6 separate regions of the Mus musculus genome follow, and regions 2, 3, 4, 5 and 6 are each linked to region 1. Evidence: chromatin contacts called from public promoter capture Hi-C data. All regions are on one chromosome and are shown on one strand. Each heading gives the region's core, a stretch centred on a gene start, on an enhancer-like site or on the middle of the called end of the contact. The rest is flanking DNA. Distances are from core to core; before and after follow the strand shown. Region 1 holds the start of Cyp7b1 (cytochrome P450, family 7, subfamily b, polypeptide 1). Region 2 has its middle 120 kb from the start of Armc1. Region 3 has its middle 170 kb from the start of Armc1. Region 4 has its middle 260 kb from the start of Armc1. Region 5 has its middle 230 kb from the start of Gm30789. Region 6 has its middle 190 kb from the start of Gm30789.

Region 1 (4,277 bases), core at 566-3,065:
TAGTAGAGTGTGTTTTCCTGTGATTTATATCTGTGTATTACCAGTCATTCAGGCATATAACATACATAAGGCATTGAGAATATTTTGTTCTAGTCATATTTTCCCATTTACATGTCACATCAGACAGGACTTTCCTACAGTGATAAATTGTCCAGGTACAGAAAACAGAAGCCATTAGTCACATGGGCCTCTCTCATTAGTCACATAGGCCTCTCTGAGCTAGAACATCCTCTTATCTTTCCATAGTGCATGACAGTGTATATCAGCTGCTATGGGATGCAGTTCCCTATAGACCTGTATTGGAGTCTTTCTGGTATGAAGGAATTGACAACTGATGGCATGAACATTTCAGCAAATACTATTTAGTGAACAGAAAAAAACTGGCTTATTCAAAGAGCTTCTTGTGGAAAGCCTACCTTGCCTTTCTACCTCCCCGAGACATTATCCTGAGTTTCACAATCTGACTTGATTACCCTCAATGGTCTAGAATGAACTAGTTAGGTCCATCGATTCCTGCCCTGCATGTAAATGGAGACTGAAACAAATCACCTTCCTGTCTGCAAATCTGGAAGTGCAACTTAACTGGCATGGGGAGAAGCTGGAGCCTGTGTAGAATCACATGAGCTGAAGTTAAAGATCCAATCCCCTCCTGTGCTGAAGACTGCAGAAGAGGGACAGGAAAGCTCTGGAAAGTTCTCTCAAAGCTCAATGTGAGAAAGTGGAAATGCTATTATCTTGAGTATTTTTCAGTTGACATTTCAGAAGTGTGCAGATATGTGTGTGCAGTACAATTGTGTCATTGTCCCTAAAACCAGAGAAGTTATGACGCTCACTGATCCAAGTAAATACTGACAGATATTTAAATTGTAATTACTATTTTCCGCAAATCAATCTGCTTGGTTTACAAAAAACATGAAAACAGTGTAGGAAAAAAATAAGACACTGGTGGGAAAAGAAAATAAATTTGAAGTGAACAATTTTAGTTGTATTTCTCTACATCCATATTTCAAGCAGGATACTTAAGCCCTTCTGAGTTTTGCTGTTGTTACTGTTGTCCTGAGAAAAATAACAGGGCGAAGACATAACTATTATCACCTTTGCTCCTCACGAAAACTTGTGATAGCAAATACTGTTGTTTCTATTTTTTCCTAGTAAGGAAAATCAGGTAAACTGAGGCACAGAGCAGCACCTATATCCTGCACCTGCATTTTCTTAAAACATTTCTCTTTGAGCTAAATGAAATTCAAGAAAATTTTCTTCCTGAAATAGAGGGAACTCTGAGCTGCAACATATCCATGGGCCCACGAAAAGGCCATACTTGATGCTTAATGCAAACCTGAATAGCTACAGCCTGCGTGGTGCAACTCCATTCGGGCCTCTCAACTGTAGCCCGTGTGTGAGTGTGTGGAGGGTGAAAGAAGTCTTTATTAGGACATCCACTGGCTGCAGCAGATGCCAGTGTCCTGCAGCAAGGTTTTCCTGCACCCGCCATCCCTGCCGGACTCGGGTGTCCACGAGGTCGCGTGGCCGCGATCCCACGCATGCGTGGCCAGCCAGGCGCTTACCTGGTGCGCCGGGTAAGGAGGAACAGGGCCGAGAGCAGTAAGGTGGCGGCAAAGAGAAGGCCTAGGAGGGCGAGAGGCCCTGGCGAGGCGGCATCTAGGGTCGTGGCTCCCTGCATCCCGACGAGCTGGCGGCTCTGTAGGGAGCGATGGCTTCTGCACAGTGCCCTCTCTTCTAGACCAGAGGCTGTGGCCTGCCCGCTGCACAGAGCAGAATGTCACAGCGGCCCCCAAAGCTGAACTACAAAGTTAGTGGAGTCCCCTCCCCCCCGCCTCCCCCTGACCCAAGCGTTCCGCCTCGCACCGCCTCCCGCTCCGCTCCGCTCCGGTGACAGGAACCCTGCCAAGGAAGAGGGAAAGGATTAGGATTTCCCCAGATGGAGCCACAGAAGCCTGGGGGTTGGGGGGCGGGGGGGTGTTTTTGAGTCAGTCAGCAGTGAGCTCGCAGAAGAGACCCTGCCTGACTCCCTGCTCTCCCCACCCACTAGCCTTAGAAAGTGGCCCTGTGGCACAGGTCATCCTAAACAGCTGGCAGATACTGCAGTTTGTGCTCCCCATCACCTTCACCACCAGTGTCCACTGTGCTTAGATTGAGGTTGAGGGCATAATATATGCAAAGGTTCACACCAGAGGCAGAAGGCAGGGTCTTAACTGCCGACGCACAGCACAGAAAGAAGCCACAGGTAACACCAAGCTATGACACCAAGTCCACGTCCGTAGTGTACAGCACACTGTACAGGCAGAGAAGGAAGACATTCGAAAAGTATCTTCTCATGGGAGCTGCGGTAATGACTCAGCAGATACACCTGAAACATGAGGACAGGCGCCCTGCCTTAATAGAGAAAGTGAAAGTGGCTGAGGAAGAGAGAGACCTGATGCTAACTTCACAGGAGAGCCCCCATCCTACACACACCTTTTTTCCTGATTACCCATATTCAAGTTGTCTTGTAGACTTAGTTGATAAATATTTACGCATCTAATTAAATCCTACTCCAAAACCTCTATCTTATGCACTGGACAGGATACAGTTCCCACCCTCACCTATCCCCGAACAGTTACTGCTAACAACTTCAAATCTGGTCTCTGTGCCACTTACCATTTCACACAGATCTGTTTTTACCCTGTCTCAGTCTCAGAAAGAAAGTGATGAATACTCCATGTGCAATGAGAAGTGTTAACACCAAAGGCTTGCGGAAGAGACCACTGACCTGCATAAAATAAAGCAAGCTGTTTTTATTTGTTTTCATGGGCTCCTTCCTCCTAAGGTTGGGATCCAAGAGGTCAGCATTGGACATATGGAAGACAAGGTTTTTATACCCAGTGGTAGGGGGTTTCTGAATGGGAGTTACTGAGCAGAATATAACAAGATGGTCATAGCAAGATAGCTTTTGAAAGAAAGGCATGACTGCCATTTTCTGGAAGAAGCAGTGCAGAGCCATTTGTAGTTAAGGTTGCAGGTTACACATAGCCCAATTCTTAGGAAATAGACATTGAATCATAAAGAAATAAACTCAGCTGGTCTTTACTATAAGATGGCATTCTTAAGTGTAAGCCATGGATGATATGTGGTTTGTTGGATCTGTAAAAAAACAAAAAAACAAAAAAAAAAAAAATAAGGGCTGGTGAGATGGCTCAGTGGGTAAGAGCACCCGACTGCTCTTCAGAAGGTCCAGAGTTCAAATCCCAGCAACCACATGGTGGCTCACAACCACCCATAATGAGATCTGATGCCCTCTTCTGGTGCGTCTGAAGACAGCTACAGTGTACTTACATATAATAAATAAATAAATCTTTAAAAAAAGCATTTAAAAAATAAAATAAAATGTCTTCTTTTCAAAGACTATGAGATGAAGTGAACAGATATTAGTAGTAGATAAAAGAAAAGAAACTAGTTGATATGTGATTGTGGAGTAACAATGAGAGAATTTAATAATGGGTCCATATGGTTCCAATCTTTTGCTCATTCCCCAAAGCAAATGATATAGTAGGGGTTTGGTTTATGACAGATTCGGGGTTGATGTGAAAACGTAGTACAATGGAAACATACAGGAATCTCTAAGGGTGACCCTAGCAAAGATTCCTAGTAATAAAGAATATGGACCAGAACTGGCCCTCTTTCGTAACCAGATAAGGTTTCAAGTGGTGGGACTAATATATCAACTCAGCCACAAATCCTTCAACCCATGACCAGCAACCTCTACTGCCTGAAAGAAGTATTGGGTAATGGTGGCACAGAACTTATGGGAGTGGCCAACCACGATTAGTACAATTTAAGGTCCACACCACAAGAGGGAGCCTACATCCTCTGCTCTACTGCCTGGATGTTCAGGATAGCCCAGAGACCAAGGCTAGAACCAGACGTGACTAGCAAAAAAAAAAAAAAAAAAAAAAATCCTAGTGATGTCTGCTATACTCAGTGCCTAGCCCAATCATCAACAGAGAGGTTATCTCCAGCAACAACTGATGGGAGCAGATGCTTCGATTCATGCTCAAACATTAGATAAAGCTCAGGTAACTCTGAAGAAGAAAGTGGGGAAGGATAGTAGGAGCTAGAGGGGTCAAGGACACCAGGAGAACATGGTCCACAGAACCAACTAAGCAGGGTTCATAGGGGCTCACAGAGACCAAAGCTGTACACAAAGCTGTACACAAAGGCTGTACAGGTATGATTTAGGTTCTCTGCATATAGGTTATGGTTGTTAGCTTGTTGCTCTT
Region 2 (4,277 bases), core at 878-3,377, 800 kb after region 1:
AACTTGGGAATGCTCCCATTTCCTATTAAGATTCTCAACTACCTTGACATTGTTTATTTGTATCAGGTATTAGATAATTCTACTTTCAATATCTCAGGCCTCAAAGCTCACTTTCCCTCTATTAATGGCATGTTTCATCCTTCCCACCTCTCTTCTAGGACTGTGTTCACTTGCTCATATCCTCATCATAAAGGGTTAACTTATAGACCTTATCTTATGCTTGCTCTTAGAAATTCTGTCCAGAAAAGCTCTCCTCAATGAGCCCTCTGTGTCTTTATTTTATATCTAAGCCATCTTCCCAGTCAATGAGCCTCCCTAAAAGATTAATGTAGTTTGAACTTTTATAGAGGAATATCATTTGTGCACTGTCATATTGAGCACAAATGGTGCCTCAGTCACACCTCAGTAATATGCCAGCATATTATTTCCAAGGCATTTGAGAGTTTAAAGAATTACTGAAGGGCATTCTGTAATCATTTGGCAATAAGGCAGAGAGCACTGCTGTCTACATGTGACCTCAGCAAATGGAATCTCTGATAATTTCATTGAACAAAACAAAATCGTTGTAATAGTACCCTGCTGAACCACCCTACTGGAGGAAAAAAATGCAAAATGTTTTAATAAGACTTTCAAAAAGTATTGAATAGGAAGCTGAAGAACTGAGAAACTATCTCCTCCTGTCTAACGTGTGCCCTTGACCTTGTGGCTTAAGGTCTTTTCTTGGCCACTGTGTGTCTGCAGAAACTGTCAAGCTGAATAGGATCCCTATAACCTAATGAGGACAGTGGGCTCAATGAAGAAGAATGAAAGAATTAATGCCACTTTTGGATAAACATAACCATAGCAAATATTTGGTGAGAACACATTCTGGCATTTGCAGCTTTCCAAAAAAAAAAAAAAAAAAAAAAAATAGGTAGATAGATAGATAGATAGACAGACAGACAGATAGATGAAACTATTTTGTTTGTTTGTTTGTTTTTTTAAATATTTAAACTGACAGACATGTTTTAAAGGATAAAGGGACCTTTTGCTCTGAATAGCAATTAAAAGATTCTGGATGTGTGTTGATCATAGGTGGAGGAGACAGAGAAAGGAAGAAAGAGGGAGGGAGGAGAAGAGGGGGGAGAAAGTGTGGCTGCTGTCACAAATGTCCCCCCTCCATCTCAGGTTCTGGCCTACTTTTCTTTATGGAATTACCCACTCTAAGCAGCTTTATCATTTCCGGTTCTGGATTATGAGAACCCTGGAGGAGAGATGGATTATATCTTCTGTTTCCAGAGAAGGAAGGTAGATGCTGCCATTTTAGGAATTAGCTTTTGCAAGACACATTGCTGTTCCTTTTGCTTATTAGAAGGGATTCTTTGATATTAGAATTACCCTATGGAGATTTTTTTTCAAAACAGGGTTTCTCTGTGTAGTCCTGGCTGTCCTGGAACTCACTCTGTAGACCAGGCTAGCCTCAAACTCAGAAATCCGCCTGCCTCTGCCTCCCAAGTGCTGGGACTAAAGGCGTGCGCCACCACTGCCTGGCTTGGAGTTGTTTTGAAAATACTGTTTTTATAGTGGCTGCTCTCCTGTGCTCTAATACAGTTTGTTAGTAACTACTGTTCTACCTTGGAGCATTTTGTTGTCTACTCTTTGTCTCCATTAGCTAAAGCAATGACTGCCCAGCAGCAGAACAACCCAGGCTATTTTGTGGCCAACATCTCTTACTTTATTTTCCATTGCTATGATGAAACAAACTGGAAAAAAATTGCAACTCAAGGAAGAAATGGTTTATTTTAGCTCACAGTTCCAGGTGCAGTTCATGATAGCATGGCAATCAACACAGCAGGAGTCTAAAGTATATGCTCACATCACACCCACTCTCGGGAAACAGAAAAGGAAGAAAGAACCCTGACTCCCCAGTTCTCATGTTTACAGAACCATGATCATGTAACAGGCATGTCAGTCACTATGTGCTGATCTTCCCAGAAGAAGTGATATAATTATTCATTACAGACACTCCCAGAGTCCATCTCCCAGGGGAGTCTAGATTTTGTCAAATTGACAATTAACACTAACCATTGCAATCTCTGTTATTTATTAAGGGAATGAGAAACGGTTTCAGCAAACATGTTGGTATCTGCCAGCCTTTGGGAAAGCAGTGAAAAGTGCAGGCTGCTCGCAGAGTGTGTTAAACTTTACTCTAGGTACAAACTAACTGTAAACTAAAAAGGACACAAATGCCAAAATACTTTACATATTGACTGCTGACATGGTGGCATGCCAAAATCCTTTTCAGAATTATAAAAGGGGCTTAGAAATCGCCCATAGAGTGAGTGCTGGCCCCCAAACTTGATAAACTGAGTTCAGTCTTCAGATCTCATGTGCTGGAAGGAGAAAACTCCTAAAAGGAGTTGTTTGGCCTCCACATGCATGTGTACAAGTAAATAAGACTTAAAAATGTAAAGCATTTTACAGATGTTCCTAAAGCATACAAATTGTATCATCTTTAGTATCCTTGTATATAAGACCCTGTTTGTTCTCAGGTATCTGACTCTCCAGGTTGGCTTTCTATATTGACTTTAAACAAGTCACACTCTGTTTACCACCTGGGTCACTGCTCAGGTGAACCAGTGGCTCTGGTTCCATTCCTTGCACCAAGCACACGTAGCACCAGTTTACGGCCACCTGTAAGTCCAGTTCCAGGGGTATCTGACAGTCTCTTCTGGTCTCCATTATCATGCATGCATGTGATACACAGACATACATGCAAGGAAATCACACAGGTGAAAAATAAAAATGAAGTCTCCTTGATGAGAAGTGAAAAAAAAAAAAAAGAAAAGAAAAAGAAACCTAGTCTTAATACCCTCATCTTTACCAATATCCCTGTCAGTCACCAACCGTCACCAACATTATTGTTCTGGGTTTATTTTGAGACAGGGTTTCACTCTAGCTGTCCTGGAACTCATGATGTGCCCAGGGCTGGGCCTAGAACCCACTATGATCTGCCTCCCTCTGTCTCTCCAGTGTCCAGATTAAAAGAGGAAAATACCACCAGCAGCTTGTGCTACCGTTAAACCTCTAAACCAAGCTCCAAGCTGAACTCAGATTCGTTTCTCAGCAACATAAAATGATCAGTCATTAGCTAGGACGTTAGCTAGGCTTTCAGCTATCTACAACAACAAAATGAACTATGAGCTACACAGATGCAGAAAAGAAAATAAAAACAACTGATTATAGCTATGAAAATACAAGTCATGAAACCCACTGTCAGCAGCAGGGCAACCAAAACTAAGGGTTAATGAAGCAGCTCTGTAGAACCCCACTGATTTGGAAGCTAGAAGAGGAGTCAAAAAGGATGTGAGGGTGGGAGGATGGAGAGGAATGCTGTGAAATTCATGCTCTTGTCATAGCATGGCTGTGTCACATATGAACTTGAAGCAGCTGTGGTAACACAAGATCTACACAAGATCAAGCAAACAAGAGTGGGCAGTACTCCAGCAGGTGGCAGTAATAACACTCAGTGGGTTACAGAAAAAGTCAGGGGAAAAACAGGAAGTGGGAAGAGGCCTTGGAGGGAGCTTGGAAAGAGAGATAGTGGGGATCTAGGGATATTTAATGATCAAAATATGTTATATATATATGGATGAAGTAGTCAAAGAATAGGTAAAAAGGTATTCCAAAAAAGTAAAGTAAAAAAATTAAATGTATTGTCAGAGATCAAATAGAAGCATTTATGGGTGTGGCTATAGTTTTATATAGTATTTGTCACCAAGCCACCAAGGTTCTATGACAAATGAGCTGGTCAGCAAGATACTATACCATCCCCTAGTCTGCCCATGAGACCTCTTGATTGTTTAATGTTATTTTCTGTGTCTGAACAAAGCAGAATGGAGAACTAGGTATAATTTTCTTTTTAATTCAAGGCCCAGACAACAGACTTCAAGGACTTAATTTCTAGTCTCTTGATAAATATCTAAGGTCTGTCAGTTCTCTAGATTTTAAGTCCTTCATTCAAGTGACTGCAGGCCCTGTAGGCTTGGGAATTGTGCTGCCTTTGGTTTTCTTGTTTTGTTTCAATAACTGTAAGATGTCTTTATGTTCATAGGCTGTCCTCAGAGAAAGTCTACAGGTGCTCCTGGGCTGTGACAGCGTAGGTTTGGCTCCAGGCCAAGAATCTCCAAGGACCTCACTTGGAGCAGCTGTAGCTCCTGGGAACTGGTGTGAGGGGCTCAGGGAGCACCAGGGAGCACTTGGGAATTCTGCCATGAGATGATGCCTTGATGGAGGTG
Region 3 (4,277 bases), core at 497-2,996, 750 kb after region 1:
AAAGACAAAATCATGTGCCATTTGTTAGAAGCCAGTGACAGTGACAACACAATGAGTTCTTAGATGATCCTTTAAAAAATATGCAGAGCCTGAATCTCACCATGAGGAATGAAAGCTCAGAACTACTGTGTAGAACAGCCTGTAATTCCAGCTCTCAGCAGGATGAGCCATGATCTCAATAGAAAGAAAGAAAGAAAGAAAGAAAGAAAGAAAGAAAGAAAGAAAGAAAGAAAGAAAGAAAGAAAGAAAGAAAGAAAGAAAGAAAGGAAGAAAGAAAGAAAGGAAGGAAGGAAGGAAGGAAGGAAGAAAAAAGAAAGAAAGAAAGAAAGAAAGAAAGAGAGAGGGAGGGAGGGAGGGAGGGAGGGAGGGAGGGAGGGAGGGAGGGAGGGAGGAAAGAAGAAGAAAGAAAAAGAAAAAAGCCCACAAAACTGGCATGTTCTCTTTAGAGGAACCAAGGCCACCGACTAAAGAACAAAGTGTAGAACTGTTCCAGACAGGGCAGGTTTCCAAAGGCATGGCGACTCAGCCCAGCCCAGCCCGGGGCCTATGGGTTCCCCAGCTGTCATGTCATCTCTGAAAATAAGGGCTGCTGAGGTGAATACACTTGAGAAGATGGTCTGCAACAGTGGAGCATCATGTCTGCAGCTTGCTCTCAGATGGTTCAAAAAAAAAAAAAAAAAAAAAAAAAGACCTGCTTCTTTCTTGCCACTTTTCTGTAAACTTGAAATTATTCCAATTAAGATGAAAAAAGCAACCACTAATTTCTAGAACAGCAAACACTATTTTAAAACCATCTATTCCTAAGTCTTTTGTAACAACCAAATGACTTAGTACCTACAAAACACTCAGCACAATGCCCTGGGCAGGCTAAAACCTTTAAATTGCAGCCAAATGCAGTACAGACATACGAGCTCTGAACTATTGGCTATATGCTATACATATCCAGTAAAGTTAAATGAAAGGATTCAATCACATTGTAGAGCTGTTTCCCCAAGAAGCAAATGTCAAGACCAGATAACCTTGATGGCGCATGTGTACTTAATTATGCAGAGTTGCACGGTGCTAATTACCATGATTCTTCCACCCTTTCCCCGGGCAGCTTCCTGCTTGAGATCATTTGTTAGGTAAAGGATGGTGGGAGAAACATCGGCAAAGCTTCACAGAGCTTGATTAAATGTCGCACGTTTCTGGGTTCCTTTTGCTAGAGCTCTCTCTCAGAAGAAGAAGAAGAAGAAGAAGAAGAAGAAGAAGAAGAAGAAGAAGAAGAAGAAGAAGAAGAAGAAGAAGAAGAAGAAGAAGAAGAAGAAGAAGAAATAGAAGAAAAAATAAAAGAAGAAATAGAAGAAGAAACTGACTTGAAGTATCTCTCCCAAGGGTGCTTCTCTGGCTGGTTCCAAATGACCAGCTCGGCTTACTGCATCTGAGGACAAAGCTCGGATTCAGCCAAGTTTTGATAATAATAGTTAACCTCAGCTAGCTTTGTCCCTTTTCAACTCCAATTTTGTACTTTACTCCACATCCAAAAATATCACTCCAGGGTTTGACACAGCCTCCTGAAAAAAACAATTCGCTAGAGCTTATCCTGTGCTAAGTTCCTGTACCTTCAAAACTGCCTTTATTTAAAAACAAGAAACGAGGCAAAGAAAGAAAATCGCCAAGAGCTCAGCCGCGATACCGCATATTCTCCCCACACTGCACCATGTCTGGCTCGCTCAGCTTGCTCTGACATCGAGGGGCACGCTGCCAGCAAAGAGCCACATGGACTGCCGAAGGGAATCACAACCTGACCCTCTCATCTCCTGCTCCTCCCCCTTCTCCAGGGCCCCACTGCCAGCTTCACCAACAGTTAATTGTCTTTTCATGCAAAGACTTTGACAGCTCCTCTCCCACAAACCACACTCGAATCTTACCCCCTGTATAGTTTGGGGAGGGGAATGTTTCCATTTTTAGGACAGCATAAGACCTGGCCCATTTAATTTAGAAATTAATAATAATTCTGAGCGCTCTCTTCTCTGTTCTGGAAGAGCAGTGAAGCCACTCTGAAATGAGGCATTTACTACTGTGCCTGCCAGGACAAAAACAGATGGACCAAAAAAGTTTAGATGGATGAATCTGAAAAATTGGATGACCTTTATTATACCCCAAAAGTTATAAAAAATTAGAAGTGCAAAACTTACAGTTGCCAAAAGTCTCTCCAATTTGCAATTTTCATATTGTGAATGCAGACACAGGAGGAAGCATTTCCTGTCACTCTCTAGGCCGTCCAATGTCATTGCCTAGGCACTAGCCCACAGAGTTTCCTTACCTGGAAAAATCAAGAGAATGGTTTGATCGCCAAGGCTCCTTCCTTGATGCAGTAAGGAGATTAGGGAATTTATGTCACGTGATATTCTCAGACTGGGTGCAGCTCTTTAGAATTTGAGCCAAATGAGACCAGAACCTAGCCTGGCTCTTGAGTAAACCGCCTAATGCCATGCTGGTTGCTGACTCCAACCGATGCTACCGTCCACCCAGATTCACCCAGCATCAAGGTGATGTGGAAACTGCAGACTTGTACGATAAAAGTGGATCCGTATAAAGGTAGCCACAATTAGAGTCCCTTTTTCCTGTTAATCCTACCACCACTACTGAGGTCTGGGGACATTTGCTGCTGTTACCAATGCCTGCATTAGACACTTAACCTATAATATATGGTATATAGATATCATTCTCCAGTATGATATGACTTAGTAAACACAGAATAGAGTTGCCCAAAAGGTCGGAGATATGTGATCAAGAGTCTGGGAGTGGGGAAGGAGCTGAGATGGCTAGCCTCCTCCTGTGGGAAGGCTCTGAAGCCCTGAGGCAGGCTGAGTAGAAGAGTGCCTCAGCCTGAGAGCAAGATACTGAAAAGAGGAAGCAATTCCAGGCCCTGGAGAAAGGCAGAGCCTTAAGCCATGCACTACCATGTGGAGGGTCGCTAGATGGTCCGTGGAGCATTAACTTTCGTACTGGTTCTGGTGGCTCTGATTGGCAGCAGATCACACACTTGGGGGAATTCCACTTCACACCAGTCTGAAACACTCCACCAATGTGACAACAAAGAGAAGCCCCAGGTCTTTTTCATCTACAATCTCATGGAATCCAGTTGATCCCGTTATTTTTATTGATTTCATTTCATTTGTTTTTAAAATGCTATCCAGACAAGAATGCTTCATATAGGCAACCTTTACCTTTGATCTCCTTCCCAAAATATTAATAGTAGACACAAAACCCAATCTCTAGCCCAAACTATTAATTCTTTCTTGTTCCTACTGGGATCAGATGCTGTTATGTTAGAAGCAGAGGCAGGGCATCATGATATGTTTAAATCTCAAAATACACTTGGAACTAACATACACAAGAAAGAAACTAGACATTTGGGCTTTTGAATCAGCTACTTCTGCAAAGTGCATAAAATGGTAAAAAGCTTTGCAGGCAGGGTTTCTAGTCATATAAGCATAGCAGGAAACATCCTACCAATGAGTAAGTGCAGGCTGCTGGTGTCCCTCGGGGTTTTTTTTTATAATTTGTTCACATTCTTCTGCTTATTAGGAAAGTTGGACTGTGACTTTGGATGCTGAGTCAAAAGAACTAATTAAATGATAAATGTCACTTTTTCTCCTGACTGACTCAACCAGGATTTGAATAACATGTTCTTCTATTAACCAAACCAAGAGAGAAAATACTGCTCTCCTTGACCTTAGAGAACAAAGGGACAAATAAAAAGTGAATGGTTAGTGGCCGCCCAACTTCCTGGGATTCGGGGGCCTCCTTACAAGTTACATTTTTAAAGCCTTTCTGATCTTTTGAACAATTCACAAATGTTTGTTTGCTACCTTGGTAAAGTACTGAATGGCTTTAATTTCATCATTCTCCTCATTAACAAATAAAGCTCAGAGAAACAAATTTCTGAATATTAAGGTTGCCTTACTCAAACCTAGCCTGGTTTCCAATCTGGTCGTTTCAGACACAGAGTTCAAGCCTTTAGTTTCTTCTCACCCTCCCCATATTCCTTACAGAAAAGAAAAGGAGAGAAGAAGAAGGGGTGAAAGAGGAAGAAAAAGGAGAAAAGGGAGGATACAAGAGACTCCACCAACAAATACAGCCACCAGAAGTTTAACAAATCCAAGTCTAAAGTAGTTCTTCTCTGCTTCATCTTACATTGATTGTATCTGTTCATAGCATTCTTCACATACTTAGTCCCCTGCCCAAAACCACGTAACATCACCAGCCTGTTCAGTCTATATCAACTCACG
Region 4 (4,277 bases), core at 649-3,148, 660 kb after region 1:
TGTGACCACATGGATAATGAGGTGACCCCAAGGTCTGGGGAACGAAATGAACCATCAAGTGGACATTAAGTAGGGGAAACCTTCAAATGTTAGTGATAAGGGCAGAGAGAGCATGTGAGAGAAAGGTACAGTGTAAGTCATGAACTTGTTAGTCCATTTGAGGTACTGTAGCAAAAAATGCAAACTGAGAGACTTATTAATAACAATAAGTGTGTCTTCTTATAGCTCTAGAAATTAGAAGTCCAATAGCACCAACAGCTATGGTATCTGGTAGGCTCTCTATCTGCCTGACACATTAATAAGGGCTTTTATGTCCTTATATGAGAGGGTAAAGAACCTTTTCTGGGCCTCTTTTCTATAGGTTCTTCATCTCATTTAAGAGGATACCACCTCCACAGCCTACTTACCTTCCAAAAGCTCCCCTTCTAAATTCCACCCTTTGAGAGCTGGCATTTCAACCTGGACTTGTAGAGACTCAAACATTCAGCCTGTATCAATGTTCTACGGAAGCAAAGTCAGCTCGCAAATGTTCAGTGTCAAGAGAGTACCCACAACAACTGTGAGGTCTTCCTGTCTCTTTCTTCTCTAACAATCACCACTAATTCTGGTGCTATAGAACACTGGGCAGCTGACTCAAAATTGAGAGTGTGGCCTTTGGAACTAAAGAAAAGCAAACAGTAAGGAAAATGAATAGAGAGATTTTTCTGAATATTCCTCATGAGCCCTGCTTGCTTAACATGATGTCTATAATATTAAATAGTGTCCTTGCCAAGCTTACTAAGACAGCTTGGCCATATGCTTTCCATACATTGATAAAGCTCAAGCACCACTCTCAATTTTGAGTCAGCTGCCCAGTGTTCTATAGCACCAGAATTAGTGGCGACTGCTACAGAAGAAAGAGACAGGAAGACCTCACAGTTGATGTGGGCACTCTCTTGACACTGAACATTTGCGAGCTGACTTTGCTTCCACGGGTGACTCGGAGTGGCCCCGTCTGGGGGTGACTACTGCAATACCCATGCTCCTGGGTATACCAGCTTCACGGCCTGAAACCTTTGGACCAGCCAAGGACAGAGGTAGGAGGAGTCCCATGATGTGTAGTAGGCTCAGTACCCCATCTTTCAGAAGCCTTCTTTCTGGTCTAAGCCCAAATGCTAAACAGAAAAAGTGATAACAGAAAGAACTCCTGCCCAGTGCAAATGGAGTGGCCAAAGCATACCCTACAGTGTACCCAGAGAAATTCCCTGAGCAACTTTCCTTCCTGGGACCAATACTTTTTTTTGTAATAGGTCGAAACCCCATCCCCTGATGAGGAGCATACGGCAGGGTGGTGGTCTTTCTGGGTGTACTCAGGTTTTCCCCACACCCCAGCCCAGCTCAGCCTGGCTTGTTCCTAGCAATGAAAGAGAGAAGATCCTCAGATTTAGAGCTGAATCAAAAATGTGTCACTTCTAAACCTAGAATAAAACTTGAAACATTTGGAATTTTTGTGTTTCATTTGGCTCTGGTTTAAAAAAAAAATACGAGTTTGAAGCCTCCACAGGTTTTGTGATCTCTTTTCATGGGGAGTCTTAGAAGCTTGGAAGATAAACCTAAGTGTGATCTTGATAGAATCTAGAGACTGTAATATTTTGAAATTCTTGAAATACATGGGCTACAAAGGCTGATTTCCAAACATTTATGCAGTTACTGTTAACTATTGAATGCATGCCCATACAAGCTGGAGAGTGAGATGTTAAGAGAGCCAGTTTATAACCCTGGAGAAAACCCCCTCCATAACCAGAAATTCTCCTTTAGGATACCAGAACTCAAGCCTGGATTTCCCCCCTTTAGGGTTAACATTGTGGATAGTGCTGAAATTCCCATGTGTCCCTATCAATACACAGACACCCACACATTGAATGAGCCCAAGCACAGAAGAGTATGTCTGGCAAACATGAAGAGCAGAAAAGGGCTGGTAAGCAGAGCACTCCATAGGATTTTTCTTGGCTTGGCAGGCTCGGTCTGTGCTTGCAAGCCACATGCTGCAAATGAGGAAGTCCACTGTGGAGTTGACAGGTAAGATGCAGAAAGTGCCTATCAGAAGTCAACTCACAAAACCAAGCCTTTGACAGCACAATGTGACACTCGGTGGGAAACATAAAATTTGCCAGCTGGCCCAGCAACAAGGAAAACTTCATCCAGGAAGCTCAGCTTCCTCTCTCCTGCAGAAAGTGGGCAGCCCCTTTTGATTTCGGGTTGGCATACAGAAAGGATGAGAAAGAGAGACAATAATTGCTAGTGATCAAAAGGCTGTGAAGAAGAAAATAAAACAGTGGCAAGCATTCCGTTAATGGAACTCCTCTGGACCCTCAGCAACACAAAGTGAATGTTTAAGATGGAATCCAGGCCTGGGAACATTAGAATAGAAAAGCAGGAGTCTACCCACGCAGACAAAAAGACAGAATGCATGTAAATGTTTGCCTTTCATTTATTTTGAGCAAACATTTCCTTCCACGTAACAGACTCGTCCCGACCAGAGACTTCCACCTGGTGTTCTTTCAGCCAGATGGAAGTGTAAATTATTTAAATACATGATCTTCCATTAGCTGTTGAGCTTAAGTGCCTCAAAAAAATTTAAATGCCTTTCCAGGATTCTAGAAAGCATTTGCACTAAGATAGATAAACATATTTTCAAGACACAACTCCAATGACAGAAATTTTTAGATTTTAAAATACAGTCAGCATTAGCATTTGTAAGTAATTATGAATTCTGCAAAAGTCTGTTTACACTGTAAAAAAATAAAATCAGAGTTACTGATATAATTAAGGGTTTTTTTCCCCTCCACATGGTCCACTTCGTACAAACCAAGCCCTGTGCTCATGACACACTGAGGAGCTGTAATGGCCCACCTCGAACATGGAAACACTTCCACCATTCATGGATCTGACGTTTTTGTTTTATTTTGTTTTGGTTTTTTCAAAAATATGTTTTTAAGTGAAGAAATTTTAAAAAATGTTTTTAATGTAATCAGTTTCCTGAGGAGAAATTGTGTCAGCACTCCTGGGGACTCAATAACAGCCCTGTCCACGTGTGCATGCACTGTGGGATAGATGGGTTCAGTGGAGGAAAGATGTCTGAAATGACTTCCAGACCATAATTACCTACTTGGTCATAGAATTATAAAGGGAATACATTAGAGCTAAATGTTTAAAAGTCATAAAACTTCAGAAATTGAAGCTTGAAGGTACACTGTATTGGTTCTTAACAAATTGATTTTGGTAAACCACAAATTCTTTGCCATTGGCTCTGAGATGCTCCCAGGTAGTCTCCATTTCTAACATGTTCAGATGATGTGGCTCCAGCTCACCCGTGGACCACTCTAATAGCCAAGTTCTACTTGTTCAGTGTGCCTCATCATCCCCTTGTGGGTGGCTTGTCTTCAGAGGATGAAGGCATCAGATTTCACAAAATGGGAGAAAAAAAATCACTGCTTTGCCTTCATGAACCTTTTCACATCCAGCTGACAATCAATATCAGATATCAAAATAAAGGTTACAGTGATGTGCACTAAATTATTGCGTTTTCTGCTATAACAAAATAGTAGAAGATGAGACTCTATGAAGAATTTAGCTCAGTAATTCCAAAGGCTGAGCACCTCCATCTATTTGACCTCTGCTAAGAACAAGGGGACAGCACCAAGATTGCTCAGGGCATCACAGGTCGCAGGAAAATGGAAATCAAACACTCATTCTTCCTACAACTCTCACACTAACCATGTCATGGTTAGTGTGATTAACCATTAATTATTGGTGAGGAAAGATTCCCCAGTGGGCTGACCTTTCTCCATGGGGCCTCACCTCTTACGGGTTCTACCACCTCAGAATCATCCACTAAGAATTACACCTATAGCACATAACCTTTGAGAGATACACGCAAACTGGATCCAAACTGTTCCACACAGTGGCTTTTAAACTTGTTTAGCACAAGAAATTAGTATTTTGAAAGATACTCACTCACCAGTCTGGTTTAAATTAACTGTGTACCTTTGTTTCCGACCAATTCACTTCTCAGTCTGAATTCACTCAACCATCATGACTAGCTCAGATGACAGAACTCTTCTACTGTAGTAAAGAGAGCCCAATGTCTGTGGCCTTGTTTAATTATCTTTCTGTTCCTGAGTCACTTTTCTTCTTTATCTATGCTTTGATCCAAGCTCCTCAAAGTAGTCCCAACGTGAAAAATGCCTGGGCTTGGAATCTTGTATTTATCAAGGTTTCACTTCACATTCCCTTTT
Region 5 (4,277 bases), core at 862-3,361, 630 kb after region 1:
GGTCAGATCTTGTCCTGGGGTCACCTCTCCCTTATTCTTTTTATCAAACTAGGCCACACTTATTCCTCCAAGGTCATACATACTAGTGCCACTCCCCCTGCCAAGCATCTTCAAACCATCACAATAGTTGTGGAAACAGAAATGTATAGCAGCTTCTTCTAGATATTTTGTATTGTCTAAGTATAAAGTAGAATGTTATCAGCTCAGGAAATAAGGGAGAGGAGATTAGAGCACAAAGGAGAAGTTATGAAAAGAAATTACACAGGAAAGCAAGAGAATGAGCTGGGGCTGGTGGGGCAGGCATGTAATCCCAGTTACCCAGGAGCCTGAGGTGGAAGATTGAAAAACTCAAGGCCTTTCTGAGCTAGAGTTCACGACTCATCTGCACAACTTAGTGAAATTCTGTCTCAAAACGAAGTTAAAGAAAGAGGTTGAGATTTAGCTAGTGAAGTGCCTAGAATGTAGGAGTTCAATCCTGAATACTAAAAGAAAAAAGAAAATACAGAAAATACACAGAAAATACACACAGAGAGAGAGAGAGAGAGAGAGAGAGAAGTAACTACGAGAATGGATCCTCGTCACATTTAACTAGCAATGCTGTGAGGATCACACATCTGGAATCATCAACCTGAATTTGCTCTGAGGTTATTTTGAACCTATTATTCTATGTGTTGTATGATTCTCTGCCTGCCTTTCTTTCTCTTCACTTTCTAAAGCAATCCACATTTTGCTCTACCTAAAGAATGGCCACATTTGGTTGGGATTAGGCACCCAAGCAATAAGACTGGGTCTCTGCTCTTTGATTTGATAAGGAACCTAACCTAAGCTCTATTAGGAAGTCATGTTCCATGGGTTCTGAAAGGATAAAGTGTCAATATTCTTATCTCACCATTATATTCACCATTATAAGATATTCTTATCTTATTTCCTTCTCTCCCCTGACCCCACTAAATCTAATGTGTGAAATCTAAAGCAACGTGCCCTCAACACTACAATCACAAACAATTACACCTTAGGTTAGTCACTCATTCTGTCTTCTGGGTGTTGTGTACAGCCATGATGACAATTAGAACAACAGAGGTCATATCTATATCCGCTCAGCTCCCAGCCATTCAGTTTATTACCATAACTGACAGCTTTTGCCAGAAGCACTTGCTAAGATCAGCTGAATGCCGTAATGCCCATGTTCAGGAGAAAGAAAATGTGCTGGTCATAGTTCATCAGCTCCCCATTGACAACTGTGATTAGCTATTTGAATCTTCGAAAAATCATCTGGGTTCTAGACCCAATAAAAATCTTCACACCACAGTGCTAGAGGTAATCAGGACGCCATCTCCTTGAAACACAAATATAATCTGAAAATCTTTTGTCAATGCACATGGTGTGATCTCTGTACCTTATTCTTGCTGGGAATGTACAAGCCACTGTCTTAACCACTGGTAAGTCAAATAATAAATTTGTTTCTAAGAAAAAAGTCTTTTTGAAAACTACCAATAGAGTGATTTCTGATCCCTGGTTCAGTAAGGCTGCTTCCACTGTTTGCTCGGAGTCAATGTGTATTTGTCCACAGCTCTCCTGCTCCACACACAGGGTTACACAACAGTTACTAAGAAAACAAGTGCTCAGAGAACAAACATTGTATGATGAACTTACATGTAGTATCTAAAGAAGCTAAATTCATAGAGACTGAATTGGAGGCAGGTTTGGCAATAATGGATGTAGATGTGGTATCCAATAGGTTTGGTAAAATAATCCCATTGTGGAGAAGGATGTGACAGACACAAACTAATGTAGAAACACTCAATATGATGGAACTGTAGGCTTAAAAATGGGAACAATGGTAATTGTTATTACAGTCATGTTTTACTACCATTTTTAAACTGCACACATTGAACATCTTGAGTTATTTCTCTATTCTGTCCATAGAAACCTTCATTTATCTGGATGTATTGAGTACTTATCACTTGTCTAACTAGTGAGCATGCATAAGACAAGCTACTTATATGTGGGGGTATTTCTGCAATGTGGTCCTTTCTCAAGGTACAAGGTGGCTGGTGCAGTGCTCCAGTGTCAATACATGCCTGAAGCTCTATGTCAACACTCTAGTGGAGCCTTCCATGGGACTGGGCAACTGGGTGAAGGTAAATCGTGCTGGCATGCTTTTTCTGACTGGGGTAATAACTTTCACAGTAAACAATAATGGACTTTCCAGCATTTAGGGACCTACATCAGAAATACGCGCTCACACATGGTAGAGAAATTAGTGTGACTCAAGCTGAACACAGTGTTTTTATTGTTGTGACAGACTGCATAATGTCCATGACCACTGCTTGCCATCCCATTTCAGGGCAATGATAGCTTTTAGAATAATGTTACCAAATACTGTTCATAACTCACTTGGGTATAAAGTTAATTTAGAGAGTTATAGCTTGTCATTTAAAATGAAACAGAGTAGAAACACGTGTCTAAGTCTCCTAGTGTAAAAATAAAACATTTTATTTTGTTTATTAATACATTTGTCATAACTGAGAGCACTAGTCAAAGCTTCATTTAACAAACTCTCTTTACCATGAACTCTGTTGTTTCCAACTAAACCCCTCTTTGTATTGATTTTACTGGGCATTGAAGAAAGGGTACAGTCACATCCTCATTTCCATCATTCTCCATCCTACTAATTCACTGTCTAGTGCCATTAGGTTAATCACTGCCGCACACCATACAGAACATTAATTCATCTGTAAAAATGCATGTCACAAGCTATACAAAGTATAACTAAGGTAAGAACTACATAATGTTGAAATTATGCAATTTATATATATTTATATCTGTAATGTCAGTTACACCTGCTTGAAGCTTATTTTCATTGCATTTATTGTGTATATATGTGTGTGCACACAGGTGTCTATTGTTGTGGCACATGTGTGAAGGTCAGAGGACAACTTGCACAAAAACAGTTCTCTCTTTCCTCCATTGAGGTACAGAGTATTGAACTCGTGTCATCAGGCTGTGTGGCAAGTGCCTTTCCTCACTGAGCTGTCTCACTGACCTGTTTTAAGATTTCCCTAATCTCAGCTTATACAAAGCTGGAATTGGAGTCCATTATAACTAATTGTGTGTGTGTGTGTGTGTGTGTGTGTGTGTGTGTGTGTGTTTCTTTGTAAATGAAATTCTCTTTCCCTACAGTGTGTGAGTTGGGGTGGTCTATCTAGTCATCTATCCCACTCCTAACCAGCTGAACCTAATAAGGTATGTGTTTCTGGTTCCTTCTATAGTCAGTAACTACAGCATGGGATTCCTATAACATGAACATATTGCCATAAAATATTTATCAAGAACTACAAGCTTTGGAATGACTAAAGGTATATTCATTAGACTCACCCTTCTTTATGCCAAATGAGCAGGATTGTGTCCTTACGGTGCTCACATTTGTTCCTTTATTGGATTACTTTGAATATGAGTAGGATACCAAGCACATTAGGAATTAGTCCTGGTTCTATTTGATTATCCTAGTACAATCTTTTTAAATGTTTTCCTTATGACATTCTTTTGTATGTTCTGTTGCTTGAAGTCTTGCAAAGTACCTTAAAGCATTTTTGAAATAGAATAAATCATAAACAAAGAAGCGAGTGAGCTCCTCTTCTTCTCCTGTCTATAGCCACTGTTCATATACACTGGATTTAACATGTGCCTCAATTACTGTAAAAGCCTTCTGGCTGGTTTCCCTATTTTCTCCCCTCACAAATGTTGAATTCCTTTTCTTCAATATTGTTTTCATCACTTCACCCAGCTTCTCAAAATCTGCAGTTGCTTGGCAATGCCACTGTAGGTAGGTACAGTCTTCAGGCTGACATTCTAAATCTTCCATCAATTGCCCACACATTTCCAATTTTATCTCCCGTTTGACTAACAAGGTGGATTTTGCTCACATAATACAAAACGATTGCCATTGTCTCTACCTGCTGCTTGTCATTGTGTAATGCCCAACTCTAACAACTACTATTTATTACTTTTCAGAAATTCATTGTCTTACATTAGAAAAATGTAAATAATACTTACATGGATTTTATGCAATGAGACAGCACAGGAAAGAGCCTATACTAACTAGTGGGAAAACTGTATATCTCTTAAGTGCATCACACATCCCATAGAAGGCAAAGAAGAAGGTGAACAAAAGGAGATAAACAAGAGTGAACTAACCATTTCATTCCTTCTTCACAACTTCATCTCATCCCTTTAGGCCCGACCTCTAACACTGTCTTATGGGGATTACATTTTCA
Region 6 (4,277 bases), core at 1,134-3,633, 590 kb after region 1:
AGGAGGTCATGCAGAGTCCTACCAACCATGTGGCCCACTTGCTGAGGGAGCCACTACAATGTACAAGGTTACTGAGGGAGCCACTTGCTGAGGGAGCCACTACAATGTACAAGGTTGTGATGGACAGATGGGAGAAAAAAGAAGCAGAAGAGTTTGAGCATTATGGAGAGAGATTTAACTGAAAACCTGAGGGTGGAGAGGAACAGCCTATTGTGAGTGGCCAGTTCTGCTACCTGAGGCCATGGTAAAGTTCCAGTTCATGTTGCTGCTCAGGGCCATGCCTGGATCCCTAGTTCTGCAGTATCAGTGCCTCATAATACCACTAGAGATCATGGGAATGTTCCTGGTCTGGGCAGCCACCTGTAACCACACAGATATCCAGGGCTGTACAGAAATGGTCCTGCCTCTCACTGGCTGTAGCAATCTAGAGAGCTGGCTCTACTTCTCATCTTCCTGGATAGCATAGCAGAGCTGGCTTTGGTTTTGGAGGTACCGGTGACCCACCAGTAAGGGTGAGAACATGGGAGTCTTGGCCCCACCACTCCTCTGCTGTGAGGTGGTACAGGCATGGAGGTGATGCCCTCCTCCTCCCTTTTCCCTTTGCCACCTGAAGCATTTGGAAGAGCTGACCCTCATGAGAGCTGGTGAGCTGTCCCTGCTTCTCACTGGCTGTAGCACTTGGGAGAGTAGGCCCTGCACCTCACCTAGTCAACACAGTGCAAGTGGCCCCAATGGCAAAGGCACAGGTGAGCCAGCCCTGAGGGTGTGAGAGCAGGAGAGCTGGCCCAGCCCTTACCTGGCTGCAACACTTGGCAGAGTGGGCCCTGGGCTTTGGGCAACACAGTGGTGCTGGCTCTTGAGGCATGGGTTCCTGTGAGCCAGACCCCAAGAGCATGAGCAAAAGAGAGCTGACCCTGGCCTCCTGCTAATGGCAGTATTAGGAGACCTACCTGGAGTGGTGCTATAGCTCACTCTGGTGGTGTGGATAAGAGAGAGCTAGCAGGTTGACCAGTTCAGCTACCACACAGGTCCAGATCCACAGTTTTGCATTGACCCACCACAGCATCTACATCATGTGTGAGCTGTTAGGATGTGTTGGGATGCATGAAAGGGCCTGATTTCAGCTGATCCAAAGCTTCAGGATCTTATGACATAGGGCAATGACCGGATAACAGGAAGAAATCACTATGATGATGATCCAATACTGATGGTATCACTGAAATAAAAAGCCTCAAATCACTTGTAGGCATGAACCCAAAGAACTTAGTAGCCTATTTTACTGACACTCTATTTACAACATCTAAGAAGGCATCCATTAAACTGATGGAGAGATAATTAAAATATGGTACATATACACAATAAGATACTACTCAGCAATAAAGAATAGTAAAATCTGTAGGTAAATTGATGTAACTAGACAATCTTATACTTCTGAGTGGGGTCCATCCAGGCCTAAAAGGAGAAATGCTATTTGTTTTCTCTTATGTAATAGTTTCACTTTCAAATATTTAGTGCGTTTAATATGGAGTACATGTGAAAGCTAGAAAACTCGACACAGGGCATTGGTGGCAGGGTATACCTTTAAGGAGGAAGGATAGTAGGTGTAGAGGAAGTCAAAGTAGAGAGGGGAATACTGAAAGTGGAAGGGGTAACAATGAAAGTCAAGTGGGCAAAAGGTTCAATCTATAGTAGAGTGTTAGGGTAGGAAATAAAGGACCAGGGAAGACTCAACCAAAATGAACTGTTCATGAGAAGCTATTTGGGAACAATGATCTTGTACTTCTTGTTGTTGCTGTTGGTTTTTTTGTTGGTTTTGTTTTGTTTTGTTTTGTTTTGTTTTGTTTTGTTTTGTTTTTTTCAAGATGAGGTTTCTCTGTATAGCCCTGGCTGTCCTGGAACTCACTTTGTAGACCAGGCTGGCCTCGAACTCAGAAATCCGCCTGCCACTGCTTCTTGAGTGCTGGCATTAAAGGTGTGCACCACCATGCCCTGCTACACACACTCCAGTGAAGTCTGCTTGGCAGGCCTGGAAGCACTCATGAGGCAAAGAGTTTCAAGGAAACTCAACTTCCTGGAACCTTGGCATTCTCATAACCTGTATACTCATACCCTATCCCCGAGTTAGTCTGGTGTATGGATCCATGTGCTCTCTTTTAGTATTATTTTATTATAAGTGCCTTTTAAGATTGAATTCTGACATAGGTAAGCCTCCACCAGTGTTCCAATGTCTTAGAAAATGCTTGAAGCCGATGAGCTTGGAATTCAGTAGGAATTCAGTAAGAATGTTACCTATTCAATAACATTCAAATTTACTTCTAGCAGAGACTCAGTGAAACTAATTAGGCATTACAAAGAACAGAGCTAAAATAGCTCAGGGCTAGTCTGCAGAGTGATTACTTAGGGCAGTAGCCAGTCTTACCCAAACAAGGGAATACACAATGGCCTAGCTACTAGGTGGATTTATCATGAAAGAGTTAGGGAATCCCCCTGAGACAGGGAACTTCTCTACAGCCAGGTATAACAGGCTACATTGCATATTAGAAGGAAATTGGCGAATTCTTCTGACAAATGGAGATTCTCCACAGATACTTAAAAGAACACCCAAGTTACACTCATACAAGAATTTATCAAGGCCTAGGAAATAGGGGGGAGGGGAGGTTGTGGTATTGCATTATTCATGAGAAGGTCTGCTAGAGCAGAACCCCCTGGTGCTAGCTTTCACAAGGCTCAAAGGAGTAGCCCAAATTGTGACTAGGGTGTGAAATACTTACCTGTCATTAGCTGACCCTAAGCAGAGCTATTTTATCTTTACTGTAAATATTAGCTGGTTTCTGTAGTCCTTTTGAAGTCATTCCTTTGTTTTGTGTCAGGTAACTTCAATTTTGCCTGCTGTGACATCCTACCCCTTTGTTTTCTGTATTATATAAGACTGGTGTTCACTTTGTGACAATACATTCAGATTCTACACAGTCTCTCGTGTGATTCTGTCTGTCATTCATTCGCCGACTCCTTGTCCACCTGCAACCAGAGACCCATTCTATGCAGACAGGGACCAAAAAGGTCTGCAGCAATGCCCAGCTTCTACGTGGAAATATAATGATCAGATAGTAGAAAATATGTGATATGGAAGAACAGGGAGAGAAAACTAGGAGGCAGAGGTGTAAGTGGGGACAGGGACAGGGACAGGGACAGGGTACTGAATGAAAGGAGCAGCAAGAGTTGGGTTCGCCAAAGCTAGGCAGGTATGAAGACATTTTATGAAATCCCACTAATTTGTCAGCTACTTAAAAGTATAATTTCTAAAGGCAAACAAACAACAGAAGTACTCTGCATTAGAGAACAATGCTGCTCCTAAGAGAAATGGGTTAATACATTAAAATCTCAGTGTTGGGAATGGGGTAAGAACCCATTGCTGAAGACATCACATGCTTGGTTGTAGGATAGAAATAGGTTAGTCTTGAGTTGATCTGAAAACTTTTCTCTGCTAGCTGGCTTTCATAGTGCTGGATAATGCTATGCAGCTTGTTAAGGGACAAAAAACATCAAAGATCATATTCAGTTCTGAACCTACATGCTACAACACTGACTGCCAAACAAGATGTGCAATGGTCCAATAGTGCAAGACTGTTATGGTGATAACCAACCACTCTCCTGTTTCATTTGCAATTGGACAACAAAACTTACATTCAAATCTGAATGTACGCAGACTATGGAGGGGCATGCTTGAAGCATGACATGGTAAAGAAAACATCAATTTGCATCTATTTCCTCATCTGTTCTGTTAGCCAGGCATCCTCGGCACCAATCTGAGTCTCTGGGCAAGATCTGAGGGGAAAGTACTTCCTCCCTTCAGTAAAACATTAGGCAAACAATTTCCCTCCCAGAGGATCTGTCTCCCAACCTCAAGTTACTTCCCCTGGTGGATTTCTCACTTTCACTTATCATATATTTCATTTATTTTTCAGAATAGTCACTCAGCAAACATTTACAATAGCATATTATATGTCTCTGAATGTTCTAGAACACCTTTCTCTGACCTCTTTGTGCCCAAATCTCCACAATAAATCTATCACAGGCAGCTTAGCTCCCAATTTTCTTCTGACCATATGTTCCCTGATTCCCTGCACCTCTGATGTTCCCTAGGGCTTTCTACTATCTGTAGGTAGAAAATCTGACAGGAGGCGGGGAAAGCCAGAAAGATACTCATTGAAACTCAGCAGTAGGAAAGACAACTAATCCCTGATGTCAAATAATTAGTACTGTCCCCAGTATGCTCA

Evidence for each region. Promoter capture Hi-C pulls out the DNA fragments that hold promoters and counts their contacts.
Region 2: a promoter capture Hi-C map of liver shows a contact between it and region 1, with 8 times the contacts expected there. The contact joins the enhancer-like site here to the promoter of Cyp7b1 in region 1. A contact is called at or near these places in 3 of 39 promoter capture datasets (embryonic stem cells and liver), 5 of 484 Hi-C or Micro-C datasets (cerebellar granule neurons, embryonic stem cells, liver and 1 more), 1 of 115 datasets of contacts at active chromatin or transcription factors (embryonic stem cells) and 1 of 9 other capture datasets (embryonic stem cells).
Region 3: a promoter capture Hi-C map of hippocampal neurons shows a contact between it and region 1, with 5 times the contacts expected there. The contact joins the enhancer-like site here to the promoter of Cyp7b1 in region 1. A contact is called at or near these places in 5 of 39 promoter capture datasets (the 3T3-L1 cell line, cranial neural crest, frontonasal cranial neural crest and 2 more), 2 of 115 datasets of contacts at active chromatin or transcription factors (embryonic stem cells and stem cell-derived neural progenitor cells) and 4 of 9 other capture datasets (adipose tissue, embryonic stem cells, liver and 1 more).
Region 4: a contact with region 1 is called in a promoter capture Hi-C map of hippocampal neurons, with 6 times the contacts expected there. The contact joins the enhancer-like site here to the promoter of Cyp7b1 in region 1. A contact is called at or near these places in 4 of 39 promoter capture datasets (hippocampal neurons, liver and second pharyngeal arch cranial neural crest), 1 of 115 datasets of contacts at active chromatin or transcription factors (forebrain) and 1 of 9 other capture datasets (adipose tissue).
Region 5: a promoter capture Hi-C map of liver shows a contact between it and region 1, with 7 times the contacts expected there. The contact joins the enhancer-like site here to the promoter of Cyp7b1 in region 1. A contact is called at or near these places in 7 of 39 promoter capture datasets (the 3T3-L1 cell line, embryonic stem cells, hippocampal neurons and 2 more), 5 of 484 Hi-C or Micro-C datasets (all in liver), 3 of 115 datasets of contacts at active chromatin or transcription factors (all in embryonic stem cells) and 2 of 9 other capture datasets (adipose tissue and liver).
Region 6: a contact with region 1 is called in a promoter capture Hi-C map of embryonic stem cells, with 5 times the contacts expected there. The contact joins the enhancer-like site here to the promoter of Cyp7b1 in region 1. A contact is called at or near these places in 4 of 39 promoter capture datasets (embryonic stem cells, hippocampal neurons, liver and 1 more), 2 of 484 Hi-C or Micro-C datasets (both in embryonic stem cells), 6 of 115 datasets of contacts at active chromatin or transcription factors (embryonic stem cells and stem cell-derived neural progenitor cells) and 1 of 9 other capture datasets (embryonic stem cells).

The regions. Positions count from the first base shown.
Region 1 is chr3:18,241,523-18,245,799 of GRCm38.p6, forward strand. It overlaps Cyp7b1 (cytochrome P450, family 7, subfamily b, polypeptide 1), which reads right to left and starts at 1,816. Exons shown (of 6, transcript NM_007825.4): 1 at 1,566-1,816. The coding sequence starts at 1,681.
Region 2 is chr3:19,042,649-19,046,925 of GRCm38.p6, forward strand. No RefSeq gene overlaps it. Among named protein-coding and RNA genes, the nearest start is that of Armc1, 120 kb to the right of the region's middle. Within about 2 kb of position 2,128, at least 4 of the 459 cell types and tissues checked have an H3K27ac peak or open chromatin away from gene starts, as enhancers often do. A contact at or near this core is called in liver, where this site is marked.
Region 3 is chr3:18,988,320-18,992,596 of GRCm38.p6, forward strand. No RefSeq gene overlaps it. Among named protein-coding and RNA genes, the nearest start is that of Armc1, 170 kb to the right of the region's middle. Within about 2 kb of position 1,747, at least 10 of the 459 cell types and tissues checked have an H3K27ac peak or open chromatin away from gene starts, as enhancers often do. A contact at or near this core is called in hippocampal neurons, where this site is marked.
Region 4 is chr3:18,903,918-18,908,194 of GRCm38.p6, forward strand. No RefSeq gene overlaps it. Among named protein-coding and RNA genes, the nearest start is that of Armc1, 260 kb to the right of the region's middle. Within about 2 kb of position 1,899, at least 13 of the 459 cell types and tissues checked have an H3K27ac peak or open chromatin away from gene starts, as enhancers often do. A contact at or near this core is called in hippocampal neurons, where this site is marked.
Region 5 is chr3:18,875,685-18,879,961 of GRCm38.p6, forward strand. No RefSeq gene overlaps it. Among named protein-coding and RNA genes, the nearest start is that of Gm30789, 230 kb to the left of the region's middle. Within about 2 kb of position 2,112, at least 3 of the 459 cell types and tissues checked have an H3K27ac peak or open chromatin away from gene starts, as enhancers often do. A contact at or near this core is called in liver, where this site is marked.
Region 6 is chr3:18,826,603-18,830,879 of GRCm38.p6, forward strand. No RefSeq gene overlaps it. Among named protein-coding and RNA genes, the nearest start is that of Gm30789, 190 kb to the left of the region's middle. Within about 2 kb of position 2,384, at least 12 of the 459 cell types and tissues checked have an H3K27ac peak or open chromatin away from gene starts, as enhancers often do. A contact at or near this core is called in embryonic stem cells and stem cell-derived epiblast-like cells, where this site is marked.